Linked DNA regions of Mus musculus: regions 1 and 2 are each linked to region 3. The links are chromatin contacts, called in public promoter capture Hi-C maps. All regions are on one chromosome and are shown on one strand. Each heading gives the region's core, a stretch centred on a gene start, on an enhancer-like site or on the middle of the called end of the contact. The rest is flanking DNA. Distances are from core to core; before and after follow the strand shown.

Region 1 (3,965 bases), core at 1,218-3,717, 2.4 Mb before region 3:
TATGAGTGGCCACAAAACCCTGGAAAGAATCTCAAACCCTGGAAAGAGTCTCAGAAAACCTTGATCCACAACTCAATTCCCAAGTTCCCAAAGCTTGATCTACAGCACCAACTCCCAGAACTGTCATCCACATGACTACCCATCCCCCACCAAAAGACACAACTCTTATCTCAGTCAAGCCATTGGCTGTCCTTATAACCCTGAAACTTGATGCTTCAATCTCTTCTTGCATAGCATGGCAGCAAATAGTTTTAGTCTGGGAGGAGGCTTTTTTAAAAACTGTGTCTTCAGGGCTGAAGAGATAGTTTAGCAGTTAAAAATACATATTGCCTTTACGGAGGACTCAGGTTTTGGTTTCCAGCACCCATGTGGCAGCTCACAACAATCTATAACTCAAGCCAGTGTGGGATACAGTGTAAAAATCCAAACCGGGTGTGGTGGCGCACGCCTTTAATCCCAGCACTCGGGAGGCAGAGGCAGGCGGATTTCTGAGTTCGAGGCCAGCCTGGTCTACAAACTGAGTTCCAGGACAGCCAGGACTATACAGAGAAACCCTGTCTCAAAAAAAAAAAAAAAAAAAAAAAAAAAAAAAAAAAAAAAAAAAGAAAGAAAGAAAGAAAGAAAAGAAAGAAGAATCCAACCAAAACCAGAGACAAATTAGATTCCAAAGAGTTCTAGAGTCCCCACAGTATTGTGTTTCCAAAAGAATTGATTACTATGTCTTTCTAGACTTACTGGTGGAAATAGAAAAGGCTAAACTTAGGGAGGAACTGTGACATTACATTGCAGGCCAAATGTAGAGCAAGACAAGAAAAAGCTGAGCATGAAGGAGACTCTGCCAGGTGGATGAGCTGTGTACTCTTGTTTCCAGAACAATGTAGCCACCATTGCCGTCAATGTAAGCGAGGAAACAAAAGGCCCTTTGGGTGTGTGCAGGGTGCAGCTTGGCCCAGCTCTGCTCAGTGTTTGTGTGTGTTGGGGAGTGTGGTGAGGTGTCAGTGTCAGAGGAACCAGAGGTGCTGCCCTGCCCCCTGCAGTGTGAGTCAACATCTGGCTTCCCAGGGCTTCTTTGGAAAGGGCTGCTGAAATGAACTTAGTCTCTGCCCCCATCTGCATCTGAGGAATTGCATGCCTGTCCTGCCAGGCAGACAGAAAGAAGTAGCTCCCACACGGAATTCTTGAATGTGGGTTAGCCGGCTGTGTACACCAGCAGCTCAGTTTGTTAGCAGACTTCTGTTGCTAATGTTTGCCTCCTTTCCATTCCTGGTTCCTAGGACACCCCAGGGGAAGATTCAGAGTAGTGGATGCTACTAGGCTTCAAGTTCCCTGGCAATGACAAATGACCTTTTTACCCTTGGAAGACGTGACAAGCTTGCCTTCTCCATCACACCTTGCATGAGTCTTTAGGTTGTTCTCTGTCAGCCTCAAACCCGCTCCGAGGAAACTTCTACTCCCTCCTTTGACCCTTTGGACAGGAGCCTGAACGCTTTAGTAGGCTTCCAGACAGTGCTCTTGAAAGAACCAAATAGCTTCAACCAAGGTTCCACAGGGGCAGGGCTGTCCTATCACTGGAGGAGTACCCTCCCCTGACTAGCTAGTGTCTGTAGCTTCCACTTCAGAAAAGCCCTGCTGTTCCAGATGCACACCCCGCTTCCATAGTTCCTGTAAGGTTAATAAACTACACCACCGCATTTGGTTAAGCTTCCCTGTAGAACGTCAGTCTTCTCTCCCTATGTGATTGAGGGCAGGAAGAAATCACTTCTTTCCTTTGTATCTCTGCACGGCAATTATGACCTTATTTCCTGAATCAACACTAACTAGCAACACGCAGTTTCAGAAACAAGAAAGGCTAAGTGGGAGTTTTGTGCTTTGGCCCATCTGGAATGACGGTCAGCCTGGGGGGCCTGTCCTAGGGTCACCCAGCCTGTCCTGGGAAGGTGCTCAGCAGCAGATCCAGAGGGGCCGTCCTATTTGCCCTCAAGCGTCTCGCCATGAATGAATGAGAGGGGAAATGAATGAACTGGGCTGGATGAGCGAAAGGTGTCAGCAGAGAGCATTCTCGGTCCTTCGGATTACCGAGGCTGGTCACGTCGTCGCAGGTGATAGGCCGGTGGCCCTGGTCTCTGCCGGCTGTGAGTTGCGCAGCGGCCAAGCACCATTCCCCCGCGCCGCAGTGGTACGCGCCACTCCGGGGCTGCACGAGCGGGCCACCGCCGTGCCAGGTGAATGGAAGTCCCGCAGGCCGGAAGTGGACGAGCCTACTCGCCCGGGCGCGGGGGGGCGCAAGAGCGCGCAGCATCTTCATTGAGGAACCCGGGCGGCGAACATGGAGTTCCATGTGCGTCTTATGTAAAGAGAGCGACGGGCGTCTCCACCAATTGATGAGCGTAGCTCTCAGGTTCCGCCCCGCCAGTATGCAAATGAGGTGGCACTCCGACCAATGGCGCGCGCAGGGGCGGGCTCAGCGCGCGCGGTCACGTTTTCCACTATGTGACAGCGGAGGGCGACGCGGCGGCAGCGGCGCTACTGGGACTAGCGGCTCCGGGCGGCTGCGGCGCAGGCCGAGCGCACCAAGTGACGGGCCGAGCAAGGGACAGACGCGCGGGTTGACGCGGCGAAGCGGTGAGTGGCGCGGCGCTGGGCGGTGGCGCGGTGCTGGGCGGTGGCGCGGACCTGGACGGCCGTGGTCGTCTTACGTAACCGGCGGCTCGGACAGCTGGAGCTGGGGTCCTGAGCCAGGAGTTGCCGACTGTGCAAACGGCTGCAACTCGGCAGAATGTAGATGGAACTGCGCGGTGACCCTTTTCCAGGTTCACACTGCTGTCCCCATTTCTCAGGTTAGGCACTGAGGTCGGAGAGATTAGTTAGGCATCTTGTCCGAGGACACAGAGACATTGAGTGATCACGACACCAGACTGAGCACGCCGACTCCCATGGTGCTGTCCAAGGAAGCCAGGGTCAGTGCAAACTGTTCCTAGGATGGGTCCAGAGGGTCCCCTAAGGAGCTGGCTTCCTGCTATGAGTTCAGAGAGTCAAGTCTGGCCCTGGGGGAAGGACCACTGGTAGGCACTGACTCCCAGCGGTGGGAAAGGGGTTAAACAGAGAAATACCCAGTGCCAAGCCACACCTGCCCCTCCCCGCCCCTATGTCAGGGAGACCACTTTGTCCACCCACTTTGATTTCCGTGGCATCCTCCACGCCAGTATTTCCTGTCTCCAGATGGACTGGGAGTATGTCAGGAGAGGGGGGAGAGGTCCACTCTTAAGCTGGAGCAGTCACATCGTCATCCTTTGAGACATACCTTGGCTGCCAAGCACAGACATGGACCAAGAGGTGGGCGGTGGCCTGCTTCTTCTGCAAGAACCCTGGTTGCCAGGGTTTCTGTAACGTATACACAAGGAACCAGTTTGGAAAGCTGATTCATACGGAACAAGGGAGCCAGAAGGCTCCCTGGAAATCATCCAGGGTAACCCCTAGCTTGAAGAGGCACAGCCACAGGCTGGCAAGCTGTACCACTGTAAAAACCAGGCCTGGCAGTCTCAGGATCTGTTTCTCCTCCTTGGTCCACATGCTTACCAGAGGTGCAAACCTGAAGGGAAGCATGTCCACTCTGTCTTAGTCTCTGGAGTCTAGGTCGGATTCGTCTGATAACCAGAGTCTGTCTGCCTCAAGGCTTTAATTTAAAAAAGTCGGTTTTGTGTGTGTGTGTGTGTGTGTTTTAAGATATGGAAAGCACCACTTTGTGTACGTTGTTGGAATCTAAGAAAGCCAGGGACTCCTTTATTTTAATGGTAGCTGTACAGTGTGCCCGAATGGAATGGTACTGTGGGTGGCTGCAGTTATCTGTCACTGTCATCTTGGTGTGATTCATTGGTACATAAGTGGCGCAGCTCAGGCTGTGTGTGGAGGCTGGAGTACTGAGCAATGAGGGAGCCCTGCATCAGCCAGCTGGCAGCTACTGGGTA
Region 2 (3,748 bases), core at 846-3,345, 2.5 Mb after region 3:
ACCCAATTCATAACATATCTCATAAGATAAAACTCAGATCCCCATCAACTCTCTCAGAGATGAACTGTGACTATACATACAACTTGCCATTGGAAAAAATGCTACAAACACATGTCAGCTATATGCCGCACATACTGCATAATCACGTATAAGTGAAATCCACATACAAATTCAAATACACATAAAATATCCACATAGCCATAAAGCCAGGAAACAAGTTGATTGCCTGCAGATATGCGGATGTATTATGGTGGAAAAGGGCATACGTGGTAGCTGCTGGGAAGGCTCTGCTTCTTGATTTGGGTGATACTTATGGGTGTGTATATCTTCTCTCACCCAATGTATGGCACATCTCATTAACAAAGATAATTCAGGATTAAAAAAAAAAATTAACATGAGGGGAAAATCCTCAACCTCTGAGTAAGAGGTTCTCAGCCTTCCTAACGCAGAGACCCTTTAATACAGTTCCTCATGCCGGGCGTGGTGGCGCACACCTTTAAGCCCAGCACTCGGGAGGCAGAGGCAGGCGGATTTCTGAGTTCGAGGCCAGCCTGGTCTACAGAGTGAGTTCCAGGACAGCCAGGACTACACAGAGAAAAACCCTGTCTCCCCCCCCCCCCAAAAAAAAAACAACAAAAAACCAATTCCTCATGCTGTGGTGACCCCCATCCCTAAAATAATTTTCATTGCTACTTCAGAACTGTAATGTTTCTACTGTATGGATCATAATGTAAACATTTTTGGAGATAGCGGTTTGCCAAAGGGATTTTTGACCCACAGTTTGAGAACCACTGCTTTAAGTTCAAATGTCATTTCCACCATGAAGTTTTGCCAGCTGTTAAAGGCACGTCACCAGAACCTCTAAGGCATTCTCCACTTGATCTTGACTAAAAGGCCAACAAGTAATCCTCTGTGGCATTCTGATATCTTTTCTTTTATGCCACTTGTCAACTCCATCTTGAATCTCCTTATCTCCCTAATCAGTTATGTATCTTCTGAATAACAGTGGCCTATCTTTTACTTAATTCAGTACCCAACCAAAACCAAAAACCAAAACAAGGTTTGTTGAGTTACTTGGAAGAAAAACAAACAAAATGGGTGGGTGATCAAATGGGTGGAGTGGGAACAAGAACAGGAAAGAAGGCCAGAGGAAGGACACAGGCGTCTCCAAGGAAACAGAGGGTTAAACCAACTTTATCTACTTTCTGGGGGAAAAACAATCATTAAATGTCAACTTGAATGTCAAAAAAGCAAATAAAAATAGCAAGACCTATCTAGTCTGAGGATAAAGGACTGTCACACCAGCTCCTTTCAGGAAATCCATGAAATAAATGCTTTCCTATTTTCTGGGTGTTTCAACACTAGTTCAGAAACTGTTCATTAAGGAGAAAAACAATCACATTGCCATGCTTCTAAAAATATTACCTCCCTAGTGTAGTGTAGATACTAGATGACAGGTCAGTAGATGTAAAGCCAGATTTTAACTGTGTCAATTTGCTGTGCTCTCTGGCCAGTCTCTGCCTCACCGGGTCTCTATTTCCTCATATTTAAAAACAAAAGATAAAGAGATTGGATTGGCAAAATCTTTTAAGTCTTCCTGTACTAACATTGAGTATAAACAATCTTTAGCTCACCCAGTCCAAAGCAGAAATATAACATAAACCCTGCAAAACAAGTAAAAATGAACTCCAGACTAATAAACTAACACTATTTGAGGAGGTCATTTTGTTCTGTTATCTCTCGTGGCTTAATATGTGGTTTTGTTGGTGGTTTGCAGTCTTACCATGGTTTGCAGACTCCTGAGTTCCATGTAAACAGAAGTTAACTGTCGGTGGGTTGTCACGTCTCCGGGGTAAAAGAAGACCTTCCTGCTGGGTTTCAAGTAACAGGATTCAGAAACCAACCCCATAGGAGGATTTCAAATATGTGCACACTGCTCGGCACACTGGAACCCAAGTTAAAAAGATGGAGCGCATAGTATGCTGGGACTTGTAGTCCCTGGCCTCTAATGGTGCGCTGGGATCGCCTGTGCTCTCTGGGATGCTGGGAAATGTAGTTTCTGCCACCTTGTACAGTGCAGCCTGCCATAGTCTCAGACCACTAGTGTGCCCGGCAACAAGAGCAGGCATCTCAAACGCCTCTGAAGATTTCAAGCCATCGCTCCTCTGGGACAAACTCTAGGCAACAACACGAAAGAAAATTCTGTCCTCCGGGACTCTCCAAGAGGGCCTTTCCCACTGACGCTCTCCGTCCCCGAGCGAAGCCGCTGAGCGTTGCTATTGGCTACTCAAGATGCCAATCGCCAAGGCTGGCTTGTCATTGGTTTCAAGGCGGGAGCTCCACGACTAGAGGGAAGGAGAAGGGATCAGGAGCGGGAGCTGAGGGGAGGGAGAGGCCGGTTCGGGTCTGGCCGCCACCGCTGTTCACCTGAGGTGTCCGGCCGGGCTGCGGCTGTCCTCGGTTCCTGGGTACCGTCTGCGAGGCCCCGCGGAGCCAGCGTGGGAGGGCCGCGGGCGGCAGGCGCCGCATCATGTCAGCCAAGGACGAGCGGGCCAGGGATATCCTGAGAGGCTTCAAACTGTATCCGCCCGGGAGCAGGGGCGGGGCTGGGAGGAGGCCGTGGCTCTAAGGAGCCAGGCTTTGGCAGGGGCGTCAGGTGGGCACCGGGGAAGAAGGGCTACGAGAAGGGGCAGGAAAGGAACTGTGTGCCGGGCCCCCGGGAGGGACCGCGAACGGGAGGCAGGCACAGGGGCACCCTGAGGGAGAAAGGGGACGTTGATGGAGCCTGGGGGGGGGGGGGGGCGGGGGGGAGGATGGAGGTGGAGGAGCCCCGGGACCTGGCTACTGCGAGAAGAGTTCCCATTTGAAATTAGGGTCCTGAAGGCCGGGAGGCCAGAAGGGGGCTGCAGTCCCCACGCAGAGGCTGAGGGAGTGCAGCAAGCTGGCCTCCTAGCCTGCCTAGGAGCGACTTTGGCGGGAAGCCCAGGGTGGGAGCAGGAGAAAGTGACTCCAAGCAAGTGACCTTGTATGTGGGGGATAATGTACCCCATCCCACCCCACCACACACACATCCGTCTTGTTTTCACAACTTTTCTTCCTCACTTGTGGCTTCTTATAGGGCTGGAGTAGTGGAGAGGTGGGGAAAGAGAAATTAAAGACGGACCCCATCTTAACACTTTGTTGGCCTTTGGAGCATTAACATCTCAAGTTCTCTTTCCAGCGAGATGAGAAATAGGAGGTGTGTGAGATGCATGAGGTACTTTGGTTTTGAACCGACTCCCGGCAAAATTATCTTTGGCATTGCTGAGGTTAACGCTTTATTATGGTGAAGCTGTTCACAATTACTTGATTGTGTTGAGGACACCATATGATATCAGAATTCGTTGTTTCGGTGGACTTGGTGTTGAATGCCTGTGATCCCAGTACTTGGGAGATGGAAGCAGGGGGATCCAGAATTCAGGTCATCCTCAGAGTTTCATAGAGTTCAAGACCAGCCTTAGTTATAGGAGACCCTGCTTCAAAAAGGAAGAAAGTGAGAAGCCAGAGGAGGAAAAGAAACCATTGCTTCAGGCCTGTTGTAGCTACACTGTGACTTTTGCAACCTCTTTATATAGAGAGAGAAAACTTCGAAGCGTTTGTTTTATTTTGGAGACAGGGTCATACAGTGTAGCTCTGGCTGACCCAGAACTTGATGTGTAGACCAGGCTGTCTACCTGTCTCTGCCTCCTGAGTGCTGGAACTGTTAGAA
Region 3 (3,957 bases), core at 632-3,131:
TCTGCAGCCAGCCTCCGAGCCGGTCATTGTTCAGTCGGTAAACACGTGAGACATAAAACAAATTGCTGGGAAACCAGGTTGTTCACTTCATGTGTCCTCCCAGGACCAACTGTTCTCTCTTGGAGGGTGACCTGGGCAGGCATTTACAGGACATTCTACAGCTTTGCATATACCAGGCACCAATGCCCCCTGACTTTGGGACAACCCCCTCCCCCAAGTCCAAAAGATGCTGCAGAAAGGATCCTTGAGAAGACCAGTTACTTCCAAGCCTCTCACTTTGAAGGACTTAGCCAGCACCAACAGGAGAATAGGAGTGTGCTCTGGGATCCCTAGGGCCTGCCTAGATCTTGCTTCCTGGGCAGGGTAGCGAAGCTCTAGGTAGCTTGTTTTACCTAGCTACCTAGATGACACTGTGTAACAGCTAAATGCTCCCCAGCACATTGAAATACAGCCGCTGTCCATCTAAGGATGCCAAAAACGCTCTGCAAACCACCCATTAATTTTTATGGTTGGCCCAGGAAGCAGATTGAGAATCATTACTGTCATTTTTACAAGGCTCGGTACCAAAACCACGGACTGGGCTGAGGTTTCGGCCCTCCCACCACCATTCTCTCCATCTGTACCCACCATCTCATGGGAAACCCCAGTACATCAAAAGGGTACTCATAACTATCAGAAACAGCCTTTGTGGTAAGGCAGGTCAAAAATTCCAAACTTTGGGCACGAGACAATCAAGGGTTTCAAGCAAGGGTTTTCTTGAGGTTAGGCAAGAAGGCGCCAGGTATAATTCAATGATTAAATCTACAAGGCTGCGACATCCCCACCCCCCACCCCCAACGAATGTGGGATCGGCGTAGATCTCGTGTTTATTTCCGCTCTGGACACTCATTGCTTTTATAATCAGAGCAAAAGTTATACGAACTTTATTTCTGCTGCTAAATCACAGAACACCAATCTGATGCACTAACAAGGGAAGAATAAACACGAATAAAGCCCAGCATGGTATTCCCTTTCAAATCTCATAGCTCCACGAGGCTCCACAACCTTCTGCGCACGCAGAGCGGCCAGCCAGCTCTCCGCCACTCCTCCCGCGCGGCATCTGCAGGCGCCCCACACCCGGGAAGGGCCAGCGCCAGCCAGCCCCACAGTCCGCACCGCTAAGCCCCCCAAACCTGCATACTACAACGCCAGATCCCAGCTGGGAGCCTCCTGGCCCCCAAACCCTCTAACAAGACACACTGGGCGGCGCAGGGCGGCTTCACGGTAAACAGCACTTGCAGAACAACGCTCCTCTATCCTAACCGCTCCCACCCGCACACCCCAGCGCTGTCACCTCGGGGCTGCGCGGTCACTCGATCACCAAGACAGAAACTGGAGTTTTCAATTTCATCCTCCAGGAGGGCTCTCCGAAGAAGTTGAAATGTGCATTGTCACCAAGTTTAACCCAAAGCCGCGCTCTCTTCGCTCCTTCTCAGAACCGCGCGGGTGGCGCCGCGACCCCCTCCGCCCTCCCCGCGCCCCGGGCCCTAGCGACCACGATCCGCAGCCCAGGTCGGGCTGTGACCACAGAGGGCAGGGAACCGGGAGCTCAAGGGGCTCGGAGCTGCTCCAGGCTAGCCGCGCCCCAGAGCCCGGGATGCTGCCCAAAGCCACAGCGCGCGCGGGGATAGGGTGCGCCGTCCGACCCTAGGCTCCTACCTGGCTCGCATGGCGCCCCACGGGTCCTGCGGTTCTCTTGTCCTGTGGGGCTCACCCGGCCGGGGGCGCGCGCGACTCCCGGTACCGCGGCCTCAGCGATCGAGGCAGCAGAGGTGGTGAGGTGCCCAGACGCCGCGACAGCCCAGAGCGCTCGGCCCCCGCCAGCGGGCGCAGAGGTGGTCTGGGCCGGGGCGGGGCGCGAGCGCGGGCGGGGCCGGGGCGCAAACAGCGGGCTCCAGGAGGGCGGAGCGCAAGCAGAGACCGCGGGAGGGGCGGGGCCAAAGCTGGGGGCGGAGCGAGGAAGAGGCGGGTCAAGCTCAGGCTGGGGCGTAGGGACCGGGGGCGGAATCGCACTCTCAAGGCGGAGTCTTTGTCGGAGAGGCGGGGCCTAGACGATACTGGGGCAAAAGTGGGCGGGGTGTGCTCAAATGAGCGTGGTCAATATGAGGTTGGAGCAAGTAGGGGCTGTGCCTCGAGCTGGGGGAGGGCAGTTCTTAGTAAAGGCGGGGCCTGGATGAAGGGGGCGGGATGTCCCGGAGGGGCGGGGCCGACTGAGCCGCTGATTTACTTAAAGAAGCGGCTTGGCTTACTGGCGCCTCCAGTGCTCCGGCGCGATTCCCGCCAACACTCCTTGTCTCCTTCCTTAACAGCGCCAGTTAAGAGAGTGGGGTTAGGGCCTCGGGATCTTTACCCCTGGACCCAGAAATGAGCAAAGATGATGGAGACCTCCGGTGCTCTGTTTTGGGGAAGCCTCTGATCCCCCGGGAGTGGTTAAGCAGTAAAACCGAGAAAAAACAAACAAAACTCAGCTTAGGGAACAACTACAAGTGGAGGAGAGCTGCCTGCGAGGCAGATTGCAACTGAATACATGTCAGCATAGTTACACTTCCTCTGCCCAGACTCACATACAGAAGTAGACGCTCGATGCGAGCTCAGTGAATGAACACACTGCGAGGCAGCGGAGCAAAAGCCCAAGCTCATGAGTCATCTCTCACGGGAGTAGACAGAGGCCTGTAGGGGTTGATTGCCTCAGTGAGGTCGAACCAGCCTTTGACTGCTGTGGTGGTGAGGCCAGGGAATGAAGGCTTCCACTTGGAACCAGTGGCAATCATGTCTTCAATGTTGCCACAGATCCAAATCCAGCAGCCCACTGAGTCCATCTTCACTATCATCGCTGGCGACAGATACCATTTATATTTTCTAAGTGACTTCAGACGTTAACACAGATTATCATATTCGGCAAGATCACATGGGAGAGGGCTTCAGAGTCGGAATACTAGCCAGTTTTCTATCTCCCGTGTTCTTTATGCTCCCCTTCCACTCCACCCTTGCACTCGGGCTGCCCGCCTTCCCCCACCCCCACCCCCACCCCGCTCTAGATGTAGTCCTAGTGGAGTCAGGTAGACATACTGGTCAACCTAAGGCTAAGAGGGTAGAATTTCATATTCTCTTAGAACATGGAAACGAGTACAATTACTCCTTAAGTGTAGCTGTCGACCTTAAAAGAAGCAGTCTCCTGAAGGTGCAAGTGACTTACATGGTTGGAGGGGGTGGGGGTGGAGGAGACAAAAGCATCCAGACTGGAGGGCGTGTCAGGAGCCAGCCTGCTGTGCTGGGATCTCTAGGCCTCTGTGTGAGTCACTTGCCTCTGAGTATGAAAATTAAATACAGAGCATAAGCCTCAGCAGAATGCCTAGCACAAAGTAGCCATCACTAAATATTAGCTATTTGTACTGCCGTGACTCCGAATGTCTCCTGTCTAAACCATGTCAGAAAGAGGGAGAGGGAGAATATGCATGAACGTGGGCTGGGGTTATAGCTAGAGTTGGTAGAGTGCTTGCCAAACATGCACAAAGCCATGGGTCCCATCCTCAGCGCCAAGAAATGGGGATGTAGTCACTCAAGCCCACACTCAAGAGATTCAAGGGGGATTCAAGGAAGGTGGATGCAGAAGGATCAAAAGTTGAAGGTCATACTCCCCTACATAGTGAATTCAAGATCAGCCTGGGATGTGTGAGACCCTGTCTTGGAGAATGGAAAGATGGATCAGAGGTTAAGCACTGGTTGCTCTTCCAGAGGGCCACGCTTCGGTTCCTAGCTCCCACAACCATCTCTAACTGGAGTTCCAGGGCATCTGACACTTTCCCTTGCCCTTCACGGCACCAGGCGTACCAGTGGCACACAGACATATATTCAAGCAAACATTCATTTACACAAAATGAAAATAAATCTTTTAAAAAACAAAGACCTGTTGGGTTA

The links. Promoter capture Hi-C pulls out the DNA fragments that hold promoters and counts their contacts. Capture Hi-C pulls out chosen DNA fragments and counts their contacts.
Region 1: a contact with region 3 is called in a promoter capture Hi-C map of pre-B cells, with 5 times the contacts expected there. The contact joins the promoter of Per2 here to the promoter of Sh3bp4 in region 3. A contact is called at or near these places in 1 of 39 promoter capture datasets (pre-B cells) and 1 of 115 datasets of contacts at active chromatin or transcription factors (astrocytes).
Region 2: a promoter capture Hi-C map of liver shows a contact between it and region 3, with 6 times the contacts expected there. The contact joins the promoter of Pde6d here to the promoter of Sh3bp4 in region 3. A contact is called at or near these places in 1 of 39 promoter capture datasets (embryonic stem cells) and 2 of 9 other capture datasets (adipose tissue and liver).

What each region holds. Positions count from the first base shown.
Region 1 is chr1:91,457,830-91,461,794 of GRCm38.p6, reverse strand. Per2 (period circadian clock 2) reads left to right here and starts at 2,467. Exons shown (of 23, transcript NM_011066.3): 1 at 2,467-2,622.
Region 2 is chr1:86,581,132-86,584,879 of GRCm38.p6, reverse strand. It overlaps Pde6d (phosphodiesterase 6D, cGMP-specific, rod, delta), which reads left to right and starts at 2,095. Exons shown (of 5, transcript NM_008801.3): 1 at 2,095-2,580. The coding sequence starts at 2,531. It overlaps Cops7b (COP9 signalosome subunit 7B), which reads right to left and starts at 1,959. Exons shown (of 8, transcript NM_172974.3): 1 at 1,784-1,959.
Region 3 is chr1:89,068,339-89,072,295 of GRCm38.p6, reverse strand. Sh3bp4 (SH3-domain binding protein 4) reads right to left here and starts at 1,881. Exons shown (of 6, transcript NM_133816.3): 1 at 1,699-1,881.